2 separate regions of the Mus musculus genome follow, and region 1 is linked to region 2. The links are chromatin contacts, called in public promoter capture Hi-C maps. All regions are on one chromosome and are shown on one strand. Each heading gives the region's core, a stretch centred on a gene start, on an enhancer-like site or on the middle of the called end of the contact. The rest is flanking DNA. Distances are from core to core; before and after follow the strand shown.

Region 1 (6,588 bases), core at 4,056-6,555, 690 kb before region 2:
AACCATTTAACAGGAATGAAACCCCTTAATCCACTTCAGGGAAAAGGATTTTACAAGCATTTCTCTGCTAAGTGTTAACAGTAAACGGCGGTTAACCAGTGAAGAAAAATGAAAGCCTTATTAACAGAACATCTGCCCTGATATGTCTAATGGTTTCCAATCTGACCTGTCAATTTAAGTGGTGGAATTGTTTAGAGGATTCAGATTAGAATTAAAGAAAGAGGTAAAAACCTATTTCCACAAGTAGTTTCAAAATAAATAAGGCACCACTCACTGGCTGATTCTACATTACATCAGGCTGATTGCACTCTGTATGATAAAGTATGCCTTACCATAAAACCCTGCTGGGAGAAGTGTTTAATCAGATGCCTTTGATATTGTTTGAGTGAAAGCTACTTTGGACTCAAAAGAATCAAAGAGAAGATTTCTTTGCTTCTACACTCAGCTTTAATCCACTGTGGTGGTCCGTGTTCTCTGTGTATTCAGCCCACCCTTAATCTGCTCTTAAATAAAAGCATGACCTGACTGGTGGGACTTTAGGCTAGTCTTCAGAATCCTTGGAGAAAATGTTTTGGTTAACAGTCAATTCTTAGTCAATCACTAATCAAGTCAGAATAAAGATTGTCTGATGGCAGGGATTTAATAGGCTCTAGTGACTACAGTTAACAACTCTTCAGTAATAATTTTAAATTACTCTTTTAAATAGCTTTGCTTGACTCCCTAGGGAGCTAAATGGACACATTTGTTTCCCAAGAAAATCTATATCTATATTTCACTAGCTTTGACCAGGTTATGAATTTTGCCATAGAAATCACAGATGAGTGACGAAAGGGTGAATAACTTACTTTTCTCCAACTTCCATGAGGTGAACAAATTTTTTTTTTTTTCCCAAGCTTGCTTCTGGAGCTGTGGGGTTCACCTCCTGCTGCCAGCTCCCACTGGATGTCAGAACAGTTTAGAGTAATCCTCCCCTTGCCAGTTTGAAATCAGTCTTTAAATTATAATCAATTCTAAAAGAGGCTTGTGGATGCAATAAATTTAGTCCAGAAAGTCTAAGAGGGCAGGTTTTGCTTTCCTACTGCCAATGTCATGGAGTCGGAGTGCCTCTCTCTGGGTAAGACCCAGCTAGTCACCAAATAGCTGATATACCCTTACAGATTTGAGAGAGGGGCTAGGACAAAAGACATCACATCAGGGAGGTGATCAGCAGCCAATGATGGATGGAGGTGGGAGGGAGCAGGGCAAAGGGAGCTGCCAGTTGGCCTTGTCTAGAGAGGGGGCAAACAAAAGATGCCGGCCATAAACAGTTGAAGCCCTAGGGGATTTCTTAACTGAAGCCAACTGCTAAGGACTATTCACAGCATTGTACAGTAAGAGATAAAGGTCTTTGGACATGATCACCTCAGAGACAGTTGAAAATAATCTAGTGCAGACATCCATAAGCTACTGAGGTATTTCAGAAAGATAACAAAAAGCTAACAAATTGCATGTCTTTTCCACTTACCATTACTTAGTGTTTCTAATAAGTAAATGTGGTTTCTCAGCTGAACTGCTCTTTCAAATTATTCTTAGTTAAGTAATATTCCCTGTGAAATCTGTCATTACCAGCAGCCAAGGAAATACGGGTTTGTTGAGCTTGCCTGAGGCTGTTAATGCTCCAACAAACAGTTTCTTAATTGCCATGAGACTAATTTCAGTGGGGACTGTACTTCACCTTCCCCAAGAATCTCATTGTATGCTATGTATCTGAAACTTTTCATTTTTACTTCTGTGTATAGAGTTCAGCAAGGCCAGAGAGATCATCCATTTTCTAATTATTCAACCATTGAGTAGGTCATTCTTCAGAATGGAAAAAATGTGTGCTGTTCAGTCTATACTCTCTTCTGCTTCCATTAGGATGAAAGAAAAGCATCTGAGAATAGATTTTAAAACTGACCTCACCCCACCCCACCCCTCCAGCTCATTTCTGCATCTTGAAAATAAGTGACTTTTTCCAGGAGAAGTCATTTAGACTTTGCTCAAGACCTGAGTTACTTGTTTTTCTAGAAGGTAGGAAGGTAGACTAGATAGAAAATGATACTCTGGAAATCAATCTGGAGGTTCCTCAGAAAATTGGAAATAGATCTACCTGAAGACCCACCTATACCACTCTTGTGAACATACCCAAAAGATGCTGCACCATGCCACAGGGCACGTGTTCCCCTATGTTCATAGCACCCTTATTTGCGATAGACAGAAGCTGGAAACAACCCAGATGTCCCACGACAGAAGAGTAGCTCTTGAAAATGTGATTCATTTACACAATGGAATACCACTCAGCTATTAAGAATGAGGACATCCTGAGTTGTGCAGGCAAATGGATGGAACTAGAAAATAGTACCATGAGTGAGGTAACCCAGACCCAAAAGGACATGTATGAACTCCAGGGATGGAATGGAAACGAAAAGAAGGTCTAGTGACAGGCCCAATGTGGGATCCAGTTCAAGGGGCAGTCCTAAGGCCTTGTAGTGAGGTTATGAAGAGCTCACCAAAAGGGACCTAGCATGACCACACTTCAGAAGACCCAACAAGCAGCTGAAAGAGTCAGATGCAGGTATTTTCACCCAATCAATGGACAGAAGCTGCTGACCCTTATGCTTGAATTAGGGAAAGACTGAAAGAAGCAGAGGAAGGCAACACTGTAGGAGGACCAGCAGTCTCAATTAATCTGGACCCCCCAAGATCTCTCAAACACTGGACCACCAACCAGGCAGCAAACACCAGCTGATATGAGGCCCCCAACACACATATAGCAGAGGACTACTGAGTCTGTTCAATCAGAGATGATGCACCTCACCCTCAAGAGACTGGAGGCCCCAGGGAGCTTAGAGGTCAGGTGGTGTTGGGGTGGGGGTGGGAACGTCCTTGTGGAAACAGGGGGTGGGAAGGAGGCATGGGATGTGGAACAGTTGGAGGGTGGATGGGGGTGGGGGAGGATAAAATCTGGAGTGTAAAAAAATAAAAGAGAAAGAAAAATATAAAAGAAAGAAAGAAAGAAAGAAGAAAGAAAGAAAAAGAAAGAAAGGAAGAAAGAAAGGAAGGAAGGAAGGAAGGAAGAAAAGGAAGAAAGAAAAGAAGAGAAGAGAAAAGAAAAGAAAAGAAAAGAAAAGGAAAGAAAAGGAAGGAAGAGGAAAAGATGAGGGCACCTGGCTCCAAGGAAGAACTTATTCCTTGGACATGACCTTATGTATAAACATCTCCCTTCTGCTGTGAATATAAAACAAGACAACTATTAAGAAAAAGCCTGGGTTTGATGGTTGTATATGGGGATGTTCACAGTCATCTATTGGATGGAACACAGGGCCCCTAATGAAGGAGCCAGAGAAAGTACCCAAGGAGCTAAAGGGGTCTGCAACCCTATAGGAGGAATAACAATACGAACTAACCAGTAACCCCCCCGAGCTGTGTCTCTAGTTGAATATGTAGCAGAGGATGGCCTAGTCGGCCATCAATGGGAGAAGAGGCCCTTGGTATTGCGAAGATCATATGCCCCAGTACAGGGGAATGCCAGGGCCAGGATGTGGGAGTGGGTGGGTTGGGGAGCAGGGCAGGAGAAGGGTATAGGAGGCTTTGGGGATAGCATTTGAAATGCAAATGAAGAAAATATCTAATAAAAAATGCCTTAAAAAAAAAGAAAAAGTCACCGTCTTTCCTGTGTTGGAAAGCCTCCACATGCCATTTCAAAAAGAAGTGCTATTTCAGCCTTCTCCTAAAAGACCTCTTTTTTTCATCTTAATGTAATATATTTCTTTCACCTTTTGATGGGAACTTGGTGTTTTTTTTTAAAATAAAGTTACATACTTGTTTCAGTAAAATTATACTTCAGACTGAATTTCAGTGGTATTTCATCTGAGCAGTTTAATTTGGTTGAATTAATGTGCAGCTGCGCCTGAGTGGGTGTGTGTGTGTGGCAATGGTAGTGGGGAAAGAGAGAGAGAGAGAGAGAGAGAGAGAGAGAGAGAGAGAGAGAGAGAGAGAGAGAGAGAGAGCCCAACCTCCAAGCATAACCCTCAGAGTCATGACAGTAATCTTTTTTTAATAGTAAAAGTATATTTAGCTGCAAAGTGTGAAATATAAAATAACCTCAATATTACACAATGTATTATTATACAATGATTTACTTTCCCATGGTAAAATTGTTGCTGGTCACATCTTTATTTTATTCTGTTTGCATTCATTTTTTTCTTGATAATTTGTTATTCTCCCTGCAGTCTTTCAGATCCGTGTGTCTCTGCTTCCCATTATGAGTGGACAGTCCTGCATGTGTGTATGTGGCTGAACACCTCTGAAGAGAAGCAGGCTCTTTTGAACCCAGGTCACCTCTGTGTCATTCAGCACCAAAGGGCAGGGCCTGCCTCACAGTAAGAACTTTGTATTCATTGATAGAACACATTGAATGCAGGTGCATCTTTCCTTTCCCCCGTTAGCTGGAAAATGAAGAGACTAAGAGAACAAGGTCTCTGCCATCACTGAATGAACTCAGCGTGGTCATATTGAGCATCTGAATGTACAGCACACACACACATATAGCTAACCAGCAGGGGGGACACAAAGTAATATGATGGGCTGATGCTTCTTCTGTGTGTATTTGGTCAAGACCAGCAAATACAAAACTCAAATGCTTCTCACTAGATATCAGTGAGAAAAATGGTCTTTGGTAACGAATCTGGATATAGGGTAAAAGAACCCATTTAGAATTGATCTCTTGTGTTTAGTGCATACATACTTGTGTGCATGCATACATATGATGGTTATATAGTTGTATTACTTGTTATGTGTGGGATATGTGCACGGGTATGTGGAGGAGCACACACCCATTCCTGTGTCTGTGGAAGCCCAGGTTGATGTGGGATATCATCCTGATGACATTCCATTTTATTTTTGAGTGAGGGTTTCTACTGAACCCAGAACTTGACGTTTGAGCTAGACTGGCCAGCCAGCCTCAGGTCCTGAGGCCAAGCACCAGGCACTGAGCATGTCCTAGGACCCTGGCTATGTGTTTTCATTCACTGATTTTATATGCATACAAGGTAGCTGGGAACAATAATATATATGTGCAAATGTAACCTCAGAGAGCTGTATCAGTTTGGGTAGTTTTGACACTCATCCACATTTATACTCCAAAGACTGCTTCTTATCTACAACATGCCATGGGCCTTCTTTCAGAATTCTCTCACTCTAATGAAAGATTGCATCAGCATGAGGGTCACATATGCAAACGTGACTGCAGTGTTATTGTCCCTCAAGGATGATTGTGAGGGAAGGAGAGGGGAGGCTAGGCTTCTGCCAAACTGGGCAGCAAGCCTGTATCAAAACTGCTAAGGCAGCCAGACCACCTGTCTGCATGACAGCCAGTCTGTATTTTTAAAATAGTGTTATTTATATAAACATTTGGAAGTGTGCGTATGTGTTAAATCTCATTCAACAGGAGTGAGGTTTGCTCAGCTGCTTTCCAGAGTGACCGGGGGCAGACAAAATGGGGCTCCAGTCAACAGAAAGACTTTCCACCTGCCCTCTGCTCTGCTTGCAAATCGCCAGCCAGACCAACGGTTTCAGCTTTGTTCATTTTTTTTTCTGTCTTGTTCTGATCTGAAGCAGAAGCTGACATGAAACAAACATGGCATTTCCTTTTGAAAATTGAATCCTGAAATTGGCTTCATCTTTCCAGAAGCGCAGGCCTGTTGCTGTGCGTCCCAGCTCTCTGAATGTCATAACGACTTTGCAGATAAAGCTCCAGATTTGGAGCAATTACCACAGTTTTCTGTGGGATTTTTCCCAGAGAGGGGGAGGTGTTTGTTTGGGGTGGTCATCTGCAACGGTTTGAATGGAAATGGGTTTCCCTCTGTAGAAAGCAGGAAGTAAAACAGAGGACCACATTAAAACCACTACTCTTCCCTACCCTTTTATTAGTACATATTTAAAGGGAACTTAGCAAAATTTGAAGTCATGTAAACAAGTTTTCTTCAAGAACTACATTACTGTCACCTAGAAGCCAGCGTATGCAATAAGTGGCCTTAGGGACCCAACAAGTCGTGGTCGAGGGCACTCTCCACAACTGAAGTGATGATTATGGTAAGTAGAGTCCCATGGACATTATGTGTGCGGTGTGGATGGCATCGCATTTTTATTTAAGCCAACTTCCACCACAGTGATTTAAAATAGGAAGACTTAAAGGGGCAATGAGAGGACAGAAAAGAAGAGCTAGAGCAGAGGAGCTGGAGGCAGAGCCCATTAACAGTGTCTCAGTGGCATAGATACTGAAAAGGGAAAGCAGGAGAAAAGAATGATGAACACACACACACACACACACACACACACACACACCCTACACACACAAGCCAAAAAAGGGAGCTCCCTCACAATATCCTTAGCATAGTTTGGAGCATTGAATTGTTATGAGCTGTGAGGAAAATGGGCTGTTTGGGAAGAAGACGGGGTCTGAAAACCTTGCATACCACATGGTGTTACCATCTCTGCCCATAGTGAAACTTGCAAGTAACTCAGCTTCACTTGGGATAGACAAATGCTCTTACAGATGCAGTTGAAGCA
Region 2 (5,947 bases), core at 1,643-4,142:
TATGATTCAGCTGCCCGTATTGCAGCCCAATTTCTATATTAGTTTTTTTTTTCCAGGATGGTTGTTTACTTGGGTTTGATGGTGACTCTCTTGAGGTATGCTCAGATTTTCATTTTGTTTATTCATAAATTTTATTTTGTTAGTATGTTTAGAATTAATTGAACCTAAGAAATAGAATTAGGCAACTAAACTCACAAAGATTTATGTAGAAATAAGAATGTTGACTTATTAATTTGCAATGATTAATATAAGTGCAAAGAGTACAAAAAAACTCATGCTGGTTGATCAATGAAGTTCATATATGTTGGGAATTATGCAAAGGAATGTGGGTAGAATAAGGTACTTGGAACAAATTGAATCAGAGCCTGGGAGATAATGGATTGGGTTTAATGAGTACGATTTTGTTTTAGGATCCCACTTATTTTTGAAATCAGAAAATTGAGTCTCTGTGACAATAAATACATCCTATGAAGTAAAAGAGGGACATTTCATTTTGATTCAAATCTGTTTGTCATATAGGAATAAGAGATGAAATAAACTGAAAACAGAGGTTTTCATTAGGAAAGGGAAAGTTTTTAAGCTTAATTAGTAAGCAGAGTTAAATTATTTAACTCTAAAAAGTGTTCAAGACAGTCAGAACTTGAAGAGTGAATAAGTATAACACTAGAGAAAGTGACTACAAGGGCCAATAGAGAAGAAGACAATAGGCATTTGTCTGCAGTGTTTAAATTCTCTGATCAAAGTGGCATTGATTCCACTTAGTCAGGAGAGGAAGAGTAATGGGATGGAGAGAAGGATTCTCAGGACCCTGTGTATTAGAGAGCTTGGATAGGGGAGTTTCTCTCATATTACTGTTTCTCCAAAAGATTCTCATCCAGGTGGTCCTAATAAATGAGAAAGCACTGGTCAGCATTACACTTCTCATTGCCTTACACATTTCATTGACTCTTGTTCATTAAAAGAAAATCTCAGAAGCAGGAACTGTAAGCTTAAAGGTAAATGTTTCTTACTCATTCTTAGCCTCCTACCTGGACGAATCTCCTTTGACTGACCAACACCTCAGAAGGTGAGTGGAAAAGGATGAAGTGTCAACAATTTACAGTGATGCAACAGATAACATACACAAGTCTAGATTTTACAGAACACATTTATTCTGAAACAGCAAAATTACATCATCTAAGAGATTTATAAATGTGGTTAGTGATTGTTGTAGTGTCTTTTAAAATAATTAAAATTTATTTTATTGATTCTTCTATTATGGGATTAAAGCACACAAGAATATAATTAAACAATCGGTCTCATATAATGCTCTAAGATTCTAACTATGATATAATGGAGAAATTGAAGCAATTCACACAATATTATATACCTTTTTCAATAACACATGCATAATTGTGACCTCATTTTGAAAGCATCTTTAATTTAGTAAGTATGTTTGCTGTAGACACAGTCCAATATAGAGACACTGGGCTACAACACAGAATACTTGAGTAGAATTTCCATGGAGATTATGGTTTCATGAATGGCATTCAACTCCCCATAAATGTCCAAAGAAAGTACAATATGTTTTTAAGGAATTTATTTTGTTCATGAGTGTGTGTTGAGGTTATGTCGATAAGATTTTATGAGCTCCACATGCATGCAGGTGCCTACAGAAAGGCAGAGAGCATCAGCGTGCCTGCAGCTTGTATTCACACAATTTTCCAGGACCTGAAATGTATAAACTTTAAAGAATAAGTTGTCTTAACTCTGAGCCATCTCTTGAACTCCAGAATTTCACTCTACTTTATTTTTTTACAGAGTGGCTACCTTTCAGGAATAATCAATGTATATGAAGATATATGCAAAAACATATTGAATTATGGAATAATACAGCTTTAAAAAAACACTGGCTATTTAGAAAATTCGAGATTGATAAGTTGTTTTAGAAAACACATATCAGCAATACTAATTCTCTAAAACAGTTGGGACTCCATCCCAGACTCTCCTATGAGATCATCTTCTGTGCTAAGCCTTCCACCTCTGATAGTACCATGAAGTAAGAGAGTTCTGAGATGTCTGGATGACCTGGGGAGTGAGAGAGAGGGAGCCAAAAACAGAGGGTTTATTAGATTATGCTGAAGATTAGCCTACCCACTGCCACTACAGTTTCTATTTTTTATATTTTTGATTCTTTCCAGGAAAATTCCAGGATAACCCTAATAGCTGTGGAAGCCCATCCTTTCATGTATCTAGACCACTCACAGCTCAAAACAGCTCTTCAAGATTCATAAATTCAGTGCTTTTGGAAGAAGTTATTCACTGCCATTCTGAATCCAGGAGTTTACATCAGTCATTTCAGAATGTTCGAATTATTATGTGTGTATGATAGAAATAATAAATCTGTGATATATACATATATATTTCAAACTGCTTTTATGGAAAAGAGTAAAAACTTAATTTAAAAAAATACAACACAGCTATCTAAAATAGAGTCACCAACTGCTCTTCGTTTGTAAATTTTTGAGAAAAAAAAATTGTCCTAATCATTATGGTCACCGGGACACCTTATAGGAAGATACAGGTCATCACTAGACTTGAGAGTTTGGATTGATAGCCACTTGCCATGTGGATAATGAATATTTAAACAACAGTCTTATGGGATAGTTCTCAGGGTTGTTGTGAGCGTGCTTTGCAGAAGCTTAGAGAAACTGATTTAACAATAGATGATAAGGCTTGAGGAAGAGGTTTCTGTGAGAGCTTTCTGGAAGGTGCCAAATAGTGTGTTAGATTCTCTGTGATTCTTTAACATTGTTGGCTAGACTGACTTTAGAAGCTGACACTGTTTTGATAGCACTCTGGCTCCTGCTCAGGCTGAACATGCATCTGCAATGTACCCAGGGACTGTTTGCTTTGACCGTAAACAGTGACTGAACAACAACTTAGGCCTCAGGTAGAAGAAAGTGATGATGAGAACATTCTTCAAACCTGGTGAGGAAGTGAAGTGGCTTGCAGTCCTGTGTATTACTGCGGCCTGAGCTTCCACTTACAGTTAAAGCTATTTTTCTCTTCTTTCTCTTTTTGGGATTCTTTCAGTTTTCTTTAACACTAAGTTCTGTTTTTTTGCCACTTAAAATTACTCTAGCAGATTAGAAGTATTAAACTTGAGTTAGATGAATAAAAGTGGTAAACACATTTGCCACTAGTGTAGTTGTGCTTTTACAGTCTAAGCACTACAGAGCAATGCCCATTTCCCACCCGCTGTGCTCTGCCTGTCAGATACTGAAACTCACACTGGTTGTTAGGTTTTTACGTACTCCCCACCTACAGCCAGACTTTTGCAAACCATCCACCATATACAATATTGAGCTACAAGCTGTTCTCAGAAAATCCACTCAAAATAGCGGAGGAGCAGCTGCTCCTGTGATATTTTCAACAGGAAGAAATTTGTATCTGGCATCACAGGCTGGGTTTGCATAGAAAGAGGCAAATGAAGCCCTTCATTTCAGCTGAGATCACTGGCCCCTCATTCTCTGACTCCAATTCCTGTATGTGGAAAATGTGGGCAGGGAAATGAAAAGATGGCTCTGGAAAAACTATGCCTCATTTTCTGTTTATTTGTATCTCATAGTTTTGCAGCTGATATGTACACGTAGATTAACAAGAGCTAATTTGAGGGCATAAATTAGTGGTTGGGTAGAGAGGCCAGTAGAATCCAATTAGCATTTTGTGAGTCATTTATCTAACATAACACTGAGTGGAAGGGCTTTAAGCACAGGAGGTATCATTAACATGCTGCACGCTACATCTTCTCTTGAAATTTAACGGCTTTAAGAAATTCTGCAAGTAGGGTTCAGTATCCTCAAACTTTTGAGTTCGCTATTAAAAGTCTCTTCTTGTCCCTTCCTTCTTGAAACTCCCCAGGAAGCATTTGACAGAACACTGTGGCTGTCAGTGCTGGAATGGAACAATTAGATTTCAAGGATGCAATTAGTCTAATATTAGAGCATTAAGAACTCAAAATCATGACATCTGAGACCAGGAAGCTATGAACTAGCAATTAAGAAACTACTTTGTACTTACTATTTCCCGGAAAGAATGTATTTGTGTATTTCCTGTGTGGCAATGTTTATTCACCATACAATTAGTTATCAGTTACATACTTGAGTCTCTAACTTGACTCTAGAAGAGCTTGAAATGCCGGGTACAAAGAATACTGTTGTAATAGCCATAAGGAGCGCACATTGCCAAAATTGTCTTGTGCTTCTGAAATAACTCTTATGCTGCAAATCAAACTGAGCTACAAATGACTACACTCCATGTGACATGCTGGGGGAATCACATCAAGAATTGTAAGTTATTAGAGATTTTACATGGGCACCATGTAAAGTTAAGGGAGTTCTGTTGTGATTTATCATTAATTAACATCCACTGCTTATATTTCCAAGTGTTTTGCTGTCACACTGCATGCTGTTGTGAAAACCGTAAATGCTATCAATATTCCTGCATTTATCTAAGCCCCAGCTGATTAAGGTGTGATTATTTGTCACCTTCTCACTTCACTATGAGATTCGGAATGAACATCACTTCTATCATAAATAGCCATGTAGTGAATTATGCTGAGTAACTGCTGATTTTAAGAGCTCAGGGGAAAACAGTACTATTTTAATTAAAAGAGAGGAAAGGAAGACTAAATTGAAGCACGTGGGGCTGCTCTCTGCAAATAAAAACAGATTGTAAAGGTTATGAGTTTCGAGGGACCAGTCATAATTTATTTTCCCTCACAGAGTTTAGATGAGGAAATGATGGTCTCTGGAAAAAAAAAATGGATGATCTCTGTTTAGGAGATAAAGACTTCCCATGACCTTTCCCCCATTGATTTCTCTGTCTCCTTGCTTTCCTCAGTGATACACAAATTTACACAAATATATACATGAATATAATTGTACTGATATTTATTATCTCTTTTTAATGTGTAACTTGCAGTTTTTTTTTCTGGTGTGCCAAAACAGGATTATTTTACAGAACAAGGCAAAGAATAAGCCCTCATCCCATAATAACATAATAGCATTATGTAGGCTATTTGAGGCTAAGAACCATGGAGACAACCTAGTCCGACATTCCATCATATGTGATTTTGATGTAGCTTGACACAAGTCCTATCTAATGTTATGAAGGTAAAGAATTGGCACTATTACACCCACTATAGAACTTAACTGCCAAGTGTTGTTTGTCTATAATGTAAATCACTGGTGTTTGCAGGATAGATATACTTTCTACCAGTTAGAATTAGTACAGCTTAGAAGCCAATGCTAATGGAGAAGCTAAGGATTATACAGAGATTCATCGTTGTAAGAAAGGTCACAGCACTAGACAAAGTGGAAGTGAACCTAATTTGATTCATGATTCTGAAAGTTTAGGGTGACACAGTGCTTCCAGTATTTTTTCTTATCCTCTGAATGTGTTGAGGTGATCACCAAAAGTATTTCTACTCCTGGGCCTAACAGTCTGTTGGCACAGAGAGCGTGTGTTGTAAAACAGATGAACTAGAAAACAAGTGCCTGACTGAATGTGCAGAATCTCTGCCTCCTAGGCATTTAGGATCAGTGAATAAACCACACATTTTAGATACCTGAGGAATAGTACTAAACTCAGAGGCAATGTCCTCTAATAGGGGAAGAAGCTTTCTTTAGTAATGGAGGAGATTTGTCCCAGAAGAACAAAACCGGACTCCTATAAATGCCTATCTATATTGTTTTATAACACATTCTGAATATTTCTAACCTTTTTTTTTTTTTTTTTTTCCACGACACCCGGCTTCATTTTTATTTTTAATTTTTCGGTGCTTGGAATTTCAGGATTGTTGAACTGAGGCCTCACATGCAAAGGCTTACCTTTTAGATCCTTAGCCTTGCTGTGGAAGCAGTGCGAGTTTTCCCTATATTTCTTTAATCCTGAGTGCTGGGAT

Evidence for each region. Promoter capture Hi-C pulls out the DNA fragments that hold promoters and counts their contacts.
Region 1: a promoter capture Hi-C map of hippocampal neurons shows a contact between it and region 2, with 2.3 times the contacts expected there. The contact joins two enhancer-like sites. A contact is called at or near these places in 1 of 39 promoter capture datasets (hippocampal neurons) and 1 of 484 Hi-C or Micro-C datasets (cerebral cortex).

Annotation. Positions count from the first base shown.
Region 1 is chr1:104,911,383-104,917,970 of GRCm38.p6, reverse strand. All of the region lies in intron 1 of Cdh20 (cadherin 20), which reads right to left. Among named protein-coding and RNA genes, the nearest start is that of Cdh20, 150 kb to the right of the region's middle. Within about 2 kb of position 5,305, at least 8 of the 459 cell types and tissues checked have an H3K27ac peak or open chromatin away from gene starts, as enhancers often do. A contact at or near this core is called in hippocampal neurons, where this site is marked.
Region 2 is chr1:104,224,501-104,230,447 of GRCm38.p6, reverse strand. No RefSeq gene overlaps it. Among named protein-coding and RNA genes, the nearest start is that of Gm41924, 96 kb to the left of the region's middle. Within about 2 kb of position 2,892, at least 16 of the 459 cell types and tissues checked have an H3K27ac peak or open chromatin away from gene starts, as enhancers often do. A contact at or near this core is called in hippocampal neurons, where this site is marked.